2 separate regions of the Sus scrofa genome follow, and region 2 is linked to region 1. The links are chromatin contacts, called in public HiChIP or PLAC-seq maps. All regions are on one chromosome and are shown on one strand. The core of a region is the stretch at or near the end of the contact, and the rest is flanking DNA. Distances in the headings are between cores, read along the strand shown. Region 1 overlaps ERC1 (ELKS/Rab6-interacting/CAST family member 1). Region 2 overlaps WNT5B (protein Wnt-5b).

Evidence for each region. HiChIP or PLAC-seq counts read pairs in DNA pulled down with a chosen protein or histone mark.
Region 2: a contact with region 1 is called in an H3K27ac HiChIP or PLAC-seq map of skeletal muscle. The contact joins two enhancer-like sites. A contact is called at or near these places in 1 of 47 Hi-C or Micro-C datasets (embryonic fibroblasts) and 1 of 2 datasets of contacts at active chromatin or transcription factors (skeletal muscle).

The regions. Positions count from the first base shown.
Region 1 is chr5:68,359,466-68,365,806 of Sscrofa11.1, reverse strand. ERC1 (ELKS/Rab6-interacting/CAST family member 1) reads right to left here. Exons shown (of 20, transcript XR_002344310.1): 12 at 3,227-3,420. Among named protein-coding and RNA genes, the nearest start is that of ERC1, 140 kb to the right of the region's middle. Within about 2 kb of position 2,761, at least 1 of the 83 cell types and tissues checked has an H3K27ac peak or open chromatin away from gene starts, as enhancers often do. A contact at or near this core is called in skeletal muscle, where this site is marked.
Region 2 is chr5:68,655,523-68,661,863 of Sscrofa11.1, reverse strand. The region is part of intron 1 of WNT5B (protein Wnt-5b); the gene reads right to left. Among named protein-coding and RNA genes, the nearest start is that of FBXL14, 20 kb to the left of the region's middle. Within about 2 kb of position 3,728, at least 4 of the 83 cell types and tissues checked have an H3K27ac peak or open chromatin away from gene starts, as enhancers often do. A contact at or near this core is called in skeletal muscle, where this site is marked.

The DNA.
Region 1 (6,341 bases), core at 1,512-4,011:
GTACAATACTAACTCATATGACAGCAACTACTACTGTTTTGTAGGAGCAATGTAAGAGACCACTCATTTTTCTCAAGACCACAAAGAGTATATCTGGGAATTCTTCATGATTTAATATAAAGCCTTTAATACTGGAGATTCTTACATAAGTATCAGGGAATTTTAAAGGAATACTAAGAATTTTCTTTAGTCCAATGACTATAATAGTTTACTTCCATTTATGTACTTCAAAAGTTGCTAAGCATCCTGTAAAAATAAATTCTACTTCTTGAATTATAGTGTGGTACTACAGATGCTTTAGTTAAGATGCTACTACTTAAAGAGCATCAGAATAACCACATAAAAGATGGGCTAGAACCTTAGAATAAGACTTTAATTATAACCAACAATATCAGAATCTTACTAGAGAGAAGATATACTTTATCCACAAGCAATGGACCTAAGAGGAATCATTCAACTGGATATATAATCGCCTGGTCTTTAATTCTGATCAAGCAAAATCCCCAGCAGGCCCCAGCAGTAGCAAGAGCAGCAGTAGCAACTCCATCTAGGACAGAACTGTAGCCTTACATAACACTCACTTTCCCAGGAAGTCCCAAACAAACCCCCCTGACGGTGCAGGGACAGAAACCTGGCGTGGAAGGTACAGATTGCGGGAAACTGGCTTTCTGAGAAACAGCATGGCCAAGAGGGATATAAACAGACAGACACAGAGACCAAACCCCAATGGGATAGGACCGTGATGAGACAAATCAAAAGAAAGATGAAGAAACATAAATGATAAATGACAGGGAGAAAGACAGCCACAGACAGGAAATAGTGGAATGGCGACATAAGAAGCAAATGGTTAGTAAGAAACACAGCAGCCATACACATGCACCTCAGTACTAAATCTGGGAACAAAAGGCATAAAATAATTCCAACTATCTTTTACCCATCCTTAAACTATATTGTTCAGTAAAAAATTACAAAGCCAGTCTAAGTTTTAAAAACTGTTTTCTTTTCTTGGTAGCCAAGAAATTCCGTGTCAAACTGTAAAACAAGATTATAATGCTACATGACCAGAGGACAAACCACTATACTACTTTTTCAAATTTATAAGTTGTATTCTATGGAAAGAACAGATCTTATACAACTCTTTCCCCAAATATAAGAAATACAGTGGCTAATAAAAGCTATGTGGTATGCTTTGGATATCAAATACAGATTTAATCCTACTTCTTACTCTTGTTCAAATCAGGTCCATCTCCCAAAATCAGTATTGGGTCCAAAAATGAATCGAAACGTTTTTCAAGCAAGCTGCCTGGAATAGCAAGCAATAATTTCAATGTAGAATTCTAATATTAAAAAAATCAAACTGAAAAATAAAACTTTATTAAGGAATTTCTTTTCTGAAATGTTGAAATATACTTTGTGGGAAGTCACTAATCCATTGAAAGTAGGATATTTTAAAATCTATGCAGTACTGATTTCAGGCTGATATGAAAGCAAAGAGAGGCATGTACTCGTATATATGTAAGGAGAGTGTATATATGTGTGTCTGTCTGTATGTCTACTTGGGGTAAAGATGCACTGCAAACATGGAAGAAGTCATAAAAATGTACATAATCTAATGTTGAGACTCATTATTTGTTAATTCTGACTTAAAGAACTTTACCCATTCATCTTATCCAGAACCAGACCAGAAATTGTAAACAGCGTTAAGATCAAATAAGAGGACACAAGTGGGTAGGTAATCAGCCCGTGCTATTCACACTTGCAGTTTAATGAAGAACTGTGAGGGCTGGAATTTTATTGCTTTAATTTCTTGAAAATTAAAATGCTATGGGTAATGGAAGTTCCACTGTGGCACAGTAGGTTAAGGATTTGGCACTGCCGCAGCTGACCCACAGGCCACAACTGTGGTTCTGGTTCAATCCCTGCGCCAGGAACTTCCACATGCTGCAGGTACAGCAAAAAAAAGAAAGAAAAAAAAAAAGAGTACAAAGCAGGAAGAAAAAATAATTTACAGGGGAAAATATCAGGCCTACCAATAACCTAAAAATTTAATATACAACTTTTTTTTTGTTTTTAGGGCAACACGTATGGCATATAGAAGTTCCCAGGCTAGAGGTTGAATTGGAACTACAGCTGCCGATCTATGCCACAGCAACACCAGATCTGAGCCGAGTCTGTGACCTATACTGAAGCTCATGACAACACCGGATCCTTAACCCACTGAGCGAGGCTAGGGATCAAACCTACATCCTTCACAGATGTTAGCGGAGTTCATTACCACTGAGCCACAACAGGAACTCCCATAAAACTTAATATACAACTTATGAAAGCAGTCAACTACTTCCCAACATTTAAGAGCATGAAAATAAAATACTTCTATGAATCCAGCTCAAAGGAGCCACATGGATTAGTGACTTCAGTTTGTCACTGCCAGTGTCTGTGATTGTTCAGAATACCGTAATTAATGCAGTTCCACTGGAAGAACTATGTCTGTGCACTTGAAAATTTATGTTAAATACATGGTGTAAAAGAAGATGCCAAGAGGCATACAGTTTATCTTCAGTATGAAATACCTTAAAAAAAAAAAAAAAAAAAAAAAAAAAAAAAAAAAAACCTGAGAAAATTCCAAGAGAGCTATCTGGCTGGTTCTGTTCAAACAAAGCTGATTTTGAAGAATTCAAAGTTGGAGTTCAATAAAAATCACATCAGGGTTTCCTAACCTGTCCTAAAAATAGCCCTCCTCCTTCTATATTTGACCCATGCGCTAATAGCTTGTGTCTCCACATCAGAGTCTTAAAGTTCATAGCCCAAAGGAGCACCAGCTTAACAAAAAAGATCTAAACCAATGAAAAAATTTAACTCCTTGAACTTGAGGCTTATAAATAAATAAATACATAAATAGAAAACAAGTGGCTATCTGCAGTCTCTTGATGACTCAGAAGAAAACTTTAACTTCTTAATCAATGAATACTTTCTCTTTCCCCATCAAAAATGCTGAAGTACACAGCTTCCCGATCTATTCCCATTCTGTGTTGCCTTTTAGAGATGGCAACAAGGACTTACACTGACTTAGAATAACAAGTAGATAATAAAGTAACATCAAGCAGTCAAGAACCTAAATTCAGAGAGGCAGATATACTGGAAAAATATGTCCCCAAAAGTATAGTTTTAATACCATCCTTCAGCCTTTCTAATATAGTAAGTCCCCGCTCAGCTTCCCTTTCTTTACCTTTCCAACTCAGCAATCTTCTTATCTTTGTCGTTCTTCTCATTTTCCACCTCCTTCAAGATTTCCAAGAGGCGGTCAACTTCTGCCTGGGCTTTGCTAGATTCATCTTTGTACCTGGCAATCTCTCTCTCCAACTGCTGTATTCGATCACTCATCTCTGGACTGGCTCTGGCTTCCAATGTTGCCTCATGTGCCTACAAAGAAAAGTGTCCAAATTTATCAGATATACATACAGTGGCAGTGGGCAAACCATGTCCCCCCAAACCATCTATATTTTAATTTAAATAGGGTATTATCAAATGTCTAATAGCTAGCCTTCAATTTATAAGCTTTTTCTCTGCTTAAATGTTACATGGACAGAATGTTAGTAATAAATGGAGAAATAACTGTCTTAGATTCTGAAAAAATTTGTTTTTTAAAATAGTACATCTCTGAATATTTATTATATCATTAGTCAAAAGTCACCATAAGCCAAGAGATGCTTCAGAGTCTAGTGAGATATACTAACAAGCCATCGGATGACTACTGATCTCCCCAAGTTAATGTCAAAAGGTATCACCAGAGACTCACTGCTGATCTTAACATGGCTGATGCTGAGATCAAATTCCCATTTGATCTGCACTTCCCTGCCTCCTTTACATGCTGCTCTATCAAGCATGTGTGACTCACATGGCCTTGAGCATCTAGAATCATGAAGATACTGCAAATGTGATGCCATAAAAAGGAGTCAGATTAAGAAAATGGCTATCACTACACAGGTACCTTTTTAACGCAAAGGTTCAGCATTTTACAACACAACATGAGACAAAGTCAGAAATTAACAATCACATTAAGAACCTAGAAAAGATTTTTTATTCAGGATCCTTTGTAAATGGCAAGTACCTCCAATACATTCTAAAACACAATAAAAACTAATTTCCAAGTCTTCAATTTTCCTCCTGAATCTCTAAAGCCATGCGTGTATAATGTATTTAATGAAAAAGTAAAGTTTATTTTATTTTTCCTTATTCCATGGATAACAAAGCATACTTAGTCTCTTAAAATGAAAAAAACACTGATGGGATACATATAATTTTCTCGCTAAATCTTCAGAAAGCTCTCATGCAAAATATCTTAAAGTAAAAGAGAAATGTTTCTATAAATGAGCTAAATGCTTTGTCTACCTAACAGCTATACTTTTAAGATTAAGTCCTTTACTGTTCTTTACTAATTTCTTTTGTTACACGTTTAATCAGTCATGAAAAGACCTAATTACTAACAATGGCCTTTAAAGGAGAGTCCATTGGCAGACATGTATTTGAATGTTTTAACAAAATTCTACCCTAAAACTGATGTGCTTAAAAGCCACAACAACTGTTATATTGGAATGGATAGGGACATGGAAATGTGTGTGATCGGGTCACTTTGTTGTACAATAGAACTTGACGAAACACTGTACATCAGCTATACTCTAATTACAACAATAATTTTTTTAAAAAGCCACAAAATAAAAGCAAGGAGGAGGAGAGGCAGCTCTGAATGAATTATCTCACTAAGAATAAAATGAAGCAAAAGCAGCACAAATGCAAATATTTCCCAAAGTTTAGGGGAGAATTTTAGTCTCAGAGAAGCTTCCACTTTGTATTCACCCCAATATACTTTAGAAAGAAGTCATTTAAAAAAAAAAAAAATTTCTAGGAGTTCCCATCGTCGTTCAGTGGTCAACGAATCCGACTAGGAACCATGAGGTTGCAGGTTTGATCCCTGGCCTTGCTCGGTGGGTTAAGGATCCAGTGTTGCTGTGAGCTGGATGTAGGTCGCAGACACGGCTCGGATCCTGTGTTGCTGTGGCTCTGGCACAGGCTGACAGCTGTAGCTCCAATGTGATCCCTAGCCTGGGAACCTCCACGTGCCAAGAGAGCAGCCCAAGAAATGGCACACATACACACACAAAAATCTACAGTTCCTATTTGAAGAAGGGAAAGGTAAGAGGGTCAAGTGTATTCACTCTTCTCTGTGGTGGTGGTAAAAAGTCATATCGTGGCAAATACAGAAAAAACATCAACCAGGACTTTATGGCTTGGAGGGGTGACCTGTTTCAGGATGCCCGGGGGAGAGAAGGGTCAGGTAGGAAAGAAGAAAGAAAAGTAAAAGCAAATGGTGTAAGAATAGAACAAGCAAGAGAAAAAAAAGTAAAAGGTTAACAAATATGGATTAAAAAAAAACTTGAAAAAAAATTCAGTCTAGAAATAGGTATTTCTTTTCAGAGGTAGGAAAAAGGAATTTAGCATTTTGAAAAAATCTGATATTTGAAAAGCTGAATTTCAATACTTTAATAATTTTGTGGTTATTAACTCATACTGAAGATATAAAATACCAAAATTCAGATATAGCATATAAATCCTTCAGCTTTAAATAGGTCAAAATGACCTCAAGTTATTATTCCAAGACTATTTATTTACTACTCCAAACAAAATAAAGAAGAAATTTTCTTTGAGAATCTCAACTTCTTCTGAATAAATATAACACCAACCGTGCACCAGTTACTGTTTTTAGCAGGAAGAAAACATGCAAGTATTACTTCATGTAAACCTACAAATAAACTATAAAGTAAAAGAGACTGCTAATATAGATGACAAAGATAAAATTCTAAATCTAGTAAACCACTAAAAAGAATTAAAACTGTAGTGGAAAAAAAAAACATGCAACAATATTTTCTCTGCTTTTATTATTACTTTTTTAGTGATACATAATTGACATTATATTACCTTCAGGTGTACGACAATGACTCAATATGTATAGATATTGGGAAATGATCACATTAAATCTATTTAACACCCATCACTACACAGGTGCATTATTTTTTGTAACTGGAAGTTTGTACTTTGTGACCACCTTCACCCACTTTACACACACACCACACAGCACCCTCCATTTCTGGCAAATACCAAATTTTTTTTTTTTTTTTTAAGCCTTTTAGGGCATATGGAGGTTCCCAGGCTAGAGGTTGAATTGGAGCCACAACTGCCAGCCTACACCACAGCCACAGCAATCCAGGATCCAAACCACGTCTGCAACCTATACCACAGCTAAGATCCTTAACCCACGGAGCGAGGCCAGGGATCGAACCTGTAAT
Region 2 (6,341 bases), core at 2,479-4,978, 300 kb before region 1:
CCCACAGAGGTAGCTTCAGGGCTCCTGCCCAGCCTGCACCATGGGCTCAGTGAGTCCCAGGATCTGAGCAGGACAGTCCCCCAAAGACCCTCCCACGAGGATGGCAAACCTGCCTTCATCCTTCCTACAAGGTGCGAAAACCCAGTGCACATCCCACCCATGGTTCCTCCCTGGAGGCTGCCCGCGCCTTCTCAGGCTCCCTCCCAGCACTACCAGCTCCCACAGGACGTGGCTGAACAGCAGCTCCAGGGGCCAGGACCCCAGTGCTGAGGGTGGAGGGGGTCCACGGGATTCCGGAGCTTCCTGTGTGAGCCCCACACGCAGCGGCTGGGAGAACCCCAAGGAGGAGGATGGGTCCTGGGGGGTCCCTGAGTGCACGCTGCCGGTGTTCATTCCAAGTGCCTGTAGCCCCAGCCTTGCACCGAGACCCGGGCTTATGGCTGAGATACTCAGACAGAGATGGGTAGGTAGGTGAACAGACAGACCGACTCTTTTTGTTCAAATCTTAATCAGCATCTCCTGAGAAACTGAACTACTTTTATCTCAAAGTGGAATAAAGGAACCCCAGTGAGCAAAGGAGGATAAAGCTGTGGGGGATATTTCCTTTTATTTTAATAAAAGTTTTTTTTCTCCCTCGGGGTTTTGCTTATCTGTCCATTTATGTCCATAAAAAATATTATTCTTAGAGTCCAGAGTCTGTTCACATTTGTTTGTACAGAGTTTTAAGGGCAAATGAAAGACAAGCAGAGATACTTTGATACTAACTGTTGTACTTAGACGGTGTGTTTAGATCTTTCTCATCTAGTTCAGGAGTGACTTGTTTCTCATGACTGACCTAAAAGCACTTCTGAGGCACACTATTCAGTTCATCAAAGATGACTTGTAACCCAATTAAAGTATGGTCAGAGATCGAAACAGACATTTCTCCAAAGAGGACAGACAATGGCCAAAAAGTGCACGAAAAGATGCTCAACATCACTAATTATTAGAGAAATGCAGGTCAAAACTACTATGAGGTATGACCTCAAATCAGTCAGAACAGCCACCATCGAAGAGTCTACAAACAATAAATGCTGGAGAAGGTGTGGAGAAAAGGGTTGGTGGGAATGTAAGCTGGTGTAGCCACAACGGAGAACAGCAGGGAGGTTCTTAAAAAACTAAAAATAGGAGTTCCCATCATAGCTCAGTGGTTAATGAACCCCACTGAAGACTCGGGTTTGATCCCGGGCCTCACTCAGTGGGTTTAGGATCCAGCGCTGCCATGAGCTGTGGTGCAGGTTGCAGATGTGGCTTGGATCCCACCTTGCTGTGGCTCTGGAGTAGGTCAGCAGGTACAGCTCCAATTGGACCCCTACCCTGAGAACCGCCATATGACACAGTGAGGCCCTAAAAAGACAAACAAGCAAAACTAAAAGTAGAACTACCATATGTGACCCAGCATTCCCACTCCTGGCTATATATCCAGTGAAAACCATAATTTGAAAGGGTACATGCACCCCTATGTTCATTGCAGCACTATACATAATAGCCAAGACATGGAAGCGACCTAAATGCCCTTCAACAGATGAATGGAGAAAGAAGATGTGATACATATACACAATGGAATACTACTCAGCCATAAAAAATGAAATAATGCCATTAGCAGCAACATGGATGGACTAGAGATTATCACACTAAGTGTAGTAAGTCAGACAGAGAAAGACAAATATCATATGAGACCACTAATGTGTGGAATGTAATTAAAAAATGACACAGAACTTACAAAACGGAAATAGACTCAAAGATTTGGAAACCAAACCAAACCAAAGGGGAAACATGGGGCAGGGGGATAAGTTAGGAGACTGGTGTTGACATACACATGACTCTATATAAAACAGACAAGTAACAAGAACCTACATAGCACAGGGAAATCGACTCAATATTGTGTAATAACCTATATGGGAAAAGAGTCTGTAAAGGAACGGATATACGTATACAGCTGATTTCTCTTGCTGTACACCTGAAACTAACATAACTTTGTAAGTCCATTGTACTTCAGTCAAATTAAAAAAATAAATAAATAAATAAAGATGGCCTTTTAAAGCAGGCCACTAACTTTTCCAGTGACTTCCTACCAAACCTCCTGAAGGCCCAGTGATGCTCTCATTATGCTGAAGGGCTCTTTGGAACCCCCGGGGCTGTGACCATCCAGGTTCCCTCATAAGGCAGGCTCCTGCTTTCTGCCAATGTGAAAGCGGGCATGAGGCAGGACTGCAAAGCTTCGTGGGATTTATTGCCACCAAGGCCCGGATTTGGACCCGTCAGAGGAAGAGTCCAGAGACACCTCGGGCCAGCTGGTCGGGGCCACGGGTCAGCTCCTGGCGGGGGTGTGCTATCTCTGCACCATCACCAGCGTCTCATTCACATGCTGCTTCTCCAGGTACGGTCTCTGGATGGCCTACCCAAGAATCACCTGGGTGCTTTGCCAAAAATGCATTTTCCTGGGGGAAGGGTTCATAGCCTCTCCGTCCCCAGAGATGCCTTCTAAAAATATAATCGGATCACATTGCTATCTTGCTTACAATCCTCCACTAGCTTCCTGCTGTCTCAGCTCCTCACCAGGGAACTGCAACCCCCCAGTGCCCTGGTTACCCCTTGAGCCTCACCTTCCACCAGCCTCACCCTCCTAAATGCCAGCCTCCCATGCCGGTCTCAAGCCCTTTCCCTCTTGTGTCCTGAGCAGCTGCACCACAGGCCTAGAAGGTTCTCTACACCCCCCCCATCTGATCAGAGAACTCTTCTCAGCCTCCAAGGCCGGGCTCACATGAACCTTGCAAACGACACCCCCCCTACACCCCTGGCCCCGTTACTCACTCTCTCCTGTGTCCCCCCACGTTGTCTGAGGCTCCGGTATCAGCTCTCTGGACACTGCCTCGCCACGTTGCCTCTATGTTTCTTCCCCCCGCCCCCCAAAGGCTCTCCCAGTCGTGGGCAGCCCGGGGGGCATTCAACTGCCAAGTATGAAAGTGTGTATTGAGCTCCTACCCGGTGCCTGGTTCTGTGCCAGGGGCTGAGGCCACGGCGATGAACGGAGCTCGGTTCCAGTCTCACAAAGCTTACAGCCTTGTGGGAAGAGAAACAATTAGTAATTACCAGGATATGCGATGAATGTTTTGCCTGGAAAAGTACCTGGTACAGCTGGGGGTGAGGAACTCACATGGAGAGGCTCTGTCCTGGTCCAGGGGTCAGAGAAGGTCCGCAGCCCACGCCGGCACCCATCCCTGGCACTGTTACTTCACCCTGGGAGGTTCTGAACAACTTTTATTTGCTGAAGTTTCACCCAGCTGAGGGGGAGGCTCAATGCTCAGCCCAGACCCCTGACCCATAGGCCCTACACTCAGCCCCCTCCACCCACATATCCCAGACAGCGCCTCCCCGAGCTTTGAAAACAGAACAGTTTCCTGCCCAAACCCCCTCTGCCTGCCTGGATAATCTGCAGCCTCCACAAAAGGCACCCAAGTTGGCCAAACACTAAGCCCGGAGTTAGGTGGGATCCCTCCCGCTCTGTGCCGGACCTCAGGCAGCCCAGCCTGTCCACCCCACTTCTCCCTCCTCGCCGTCCCTGCCACCGCCCCGAGTTGATCCTCCTCCGTTGTAACTTTGACCCAAGTCCCCAGAGTGGTTTTCTATGTATAAACCTGACTCCATCACTGACTCGGTCACAGTTCTCCAAGGGCTCCTCCCTGCCTGCAGGTTAAACCCTGAACTCAGCTGCACACGGCCCGAGGTCCGGCCTGCACCTCCCTCTCCATGTACACCCTCGGCTCTGAGCCCCGCCGTCCTAGTCCTCCAACACACGCATTCTCAGGTCTGCCTGTGTGCCCTGCATCCTCGTCAGGGAACACGGCAGGGCCCCTGGTCCTGGGGGTCCGGTGCAAGGGACTTGTTGAAGCAGCAGATGGGCTGAGACCTGAGGGCAGTGGAGAGTGTCTGGGGCATCTTCTGGTAACAGAAAAAGCCAGAAGTCTAATACATAGTGTTCTAACCAGGTCAGAATGTTCCTGCGTTGAAAGAGGCATGTTGTTTGCATTAAAATATCCCCTGCATCTGATTGCAAAGGTGCAGAGGAAAGTTTTGGAGGGGAAGCAAAGTTCTGTGTCTTGGCCGTGGTAATGACGCCATGTGGTGATACCCCCACGCAGCTGACAGGGCTCACTGTGTTGTCTACTTTACCTGTGTGTGACCTGTCGTACATACATTACACGCAAGCTGTTATAAAAAAGCTGTTACAAGCTGTTACAAAAAATGTTCCCTCCGTTCACACTAACAACTGCATGAATTGCCATACTCCCCCCTAAGATGCTCTATCCTGCCTACCTGCCTGCTTTTCCTGACTCCCCCGGACAAACCCGAGCACCATCTCTTGTCCCCTTAGTTCTGGTCACTCCTCCCCATCCTTGCTGGTGAGTCTCCGAGTCTCCCTCTGTAAAGAATTTGCAGGTACGGAACTTTATAGAGAGAGCAGGTGTGGGCTGGGGAGGTCTCAAATGACTGAAGCACAGAACTGCCCTCGTTTTGGTAACTCCTGTACTCAGGAAAGTGTTCCCAACACAGCCCAGTATCAACAAACACCCAGGGAACAAACACCTCTGCGCATGTGCTCAGCTGACAGGTGATGCTCAGGTGGACGGTCTTGCACTAACCTTGCCAGTGAGAAACCTACTCAAATTTCAGGTTTACTAAAAAGTCACTCTTTGATAACTGCTGTGTCCCTGTCCCAAGGTAGCTATTTCAAAGTTAAGGAAACAACATACATGATTAGACTATTTCAAGAACCTTTTTGAAGCATCATTTTGGTTTACACAATTATGAGCTATGCTGCTTAAATTTGCTGATTAAAAAAGTAAGTGTTGGGGATAAGCAATGAGATCTGCTATATAGCACTGGGAACTATATCTTGTCACTTATGATGGAGATAATGATTATGTGACAAAAATAAGGTATATCTGTATGTGTGACTGGGTCACCTTGCTGTACAGTAGAAAATGGACAGAACACTGTAAACCAGCTATAATGAAAAAAGTAAAAATCACTAAAAAAAAAAAAAAAAAGTAAGTTTTGGGAAGTTCCCATTGTAGCTCAGTGGTAACAAACCTGACTAGTGTCCATGAGGTTGCGGGTTTGATCCCTGGCCTTGGTCAGTGGGTTAAGGATCCAGTGTTGCTGTGAGCTGTGGTGCAGGTCACAGACTCGGCTCGGATCTGTGTTGCTGTGGCTGTGATGTAGGCTGGCAGCTGCAGCTCTGATTGGACCCCTGGTCTGGGAACCTCCATATGCCATGCGTGTAGCCCTGAAAAGCAAAAAAAAAAAAAAAAGTGTTGGAGTTCTCTGGTGGCACAGCAGTTTGAAGACACGGCATTTTCACTACCGTGGCTCCAGTCTCTGACACGGTATGGGTTCGATCCCTTACCTGAGAACTTCCACATGCCATAGGCATGGTCAAAAAAAAAAAAAAAAAAAAAAAAGTAAGTGTTTCACTACTGCCCAAGGTGTTCCTGTTTGGAGATACACGAGTACACCTAACATCTAAGAAATGCACTGGATTCTGAAACAGCGACTGAAGGATGCCCAGGGGAACAGTCAGAGCAACCACTGACTGTCAATGACAATCAAATGCCACATGGATGAGGCCCACTGGCAAGAACGGCAGACAGATTGCCTTTGTTCTGCAGTGACCTCTCACCCTGGACTTGGCAGACCAGGATAAGGGGAACTGGGCTACATGACAGCACTGGTGGTCTGTCCTTTGGCCACTGTCCCCACGGCCACTGGGGAGACCTCCGAAGGGCTAAAGCTCAAGAGGGGCTGAGAAGAGTTAATACCATTGGTCGCCACAGTCACATCATCAAAGGCTTTTGAGTATTTAGGGTGCCCGGGATTGAATAGGCCCTGCTCTGCTTTGCTCACTTAGTCCACAGCTCTGATTGACTGGCTGGTCCCTGCCTCCCTTCTTCACTTCAGAAACCAGACAATACACTAGACACGGTCAGTCCTTGCAGAAGTCCCCAGGAGAGATGGCAGGGAATCATGAAGGGACAATAACCTCGGCTCTGCGGGCGTGGACCACAGGGGCAGGTGCAGGGGGCGCCCCCGGCCACACTGGGCACAGAGCCCACTTTCTAATTCTAGAGCCTGCACTTGTGGGCAGATCCCTGCTTGTCCTCTTCTCGTGGGAATGAACATGCCCTGGGACAGCCCACAGCCCAGGGTCACACCTCCCTTCCAGGCTGAGGTCCCGGCAGCCTCGGCCCCAGCAGCCCACCCCTCCCCTGGCTGCCTTTCCTTCCTGGTCTCATTCCCTC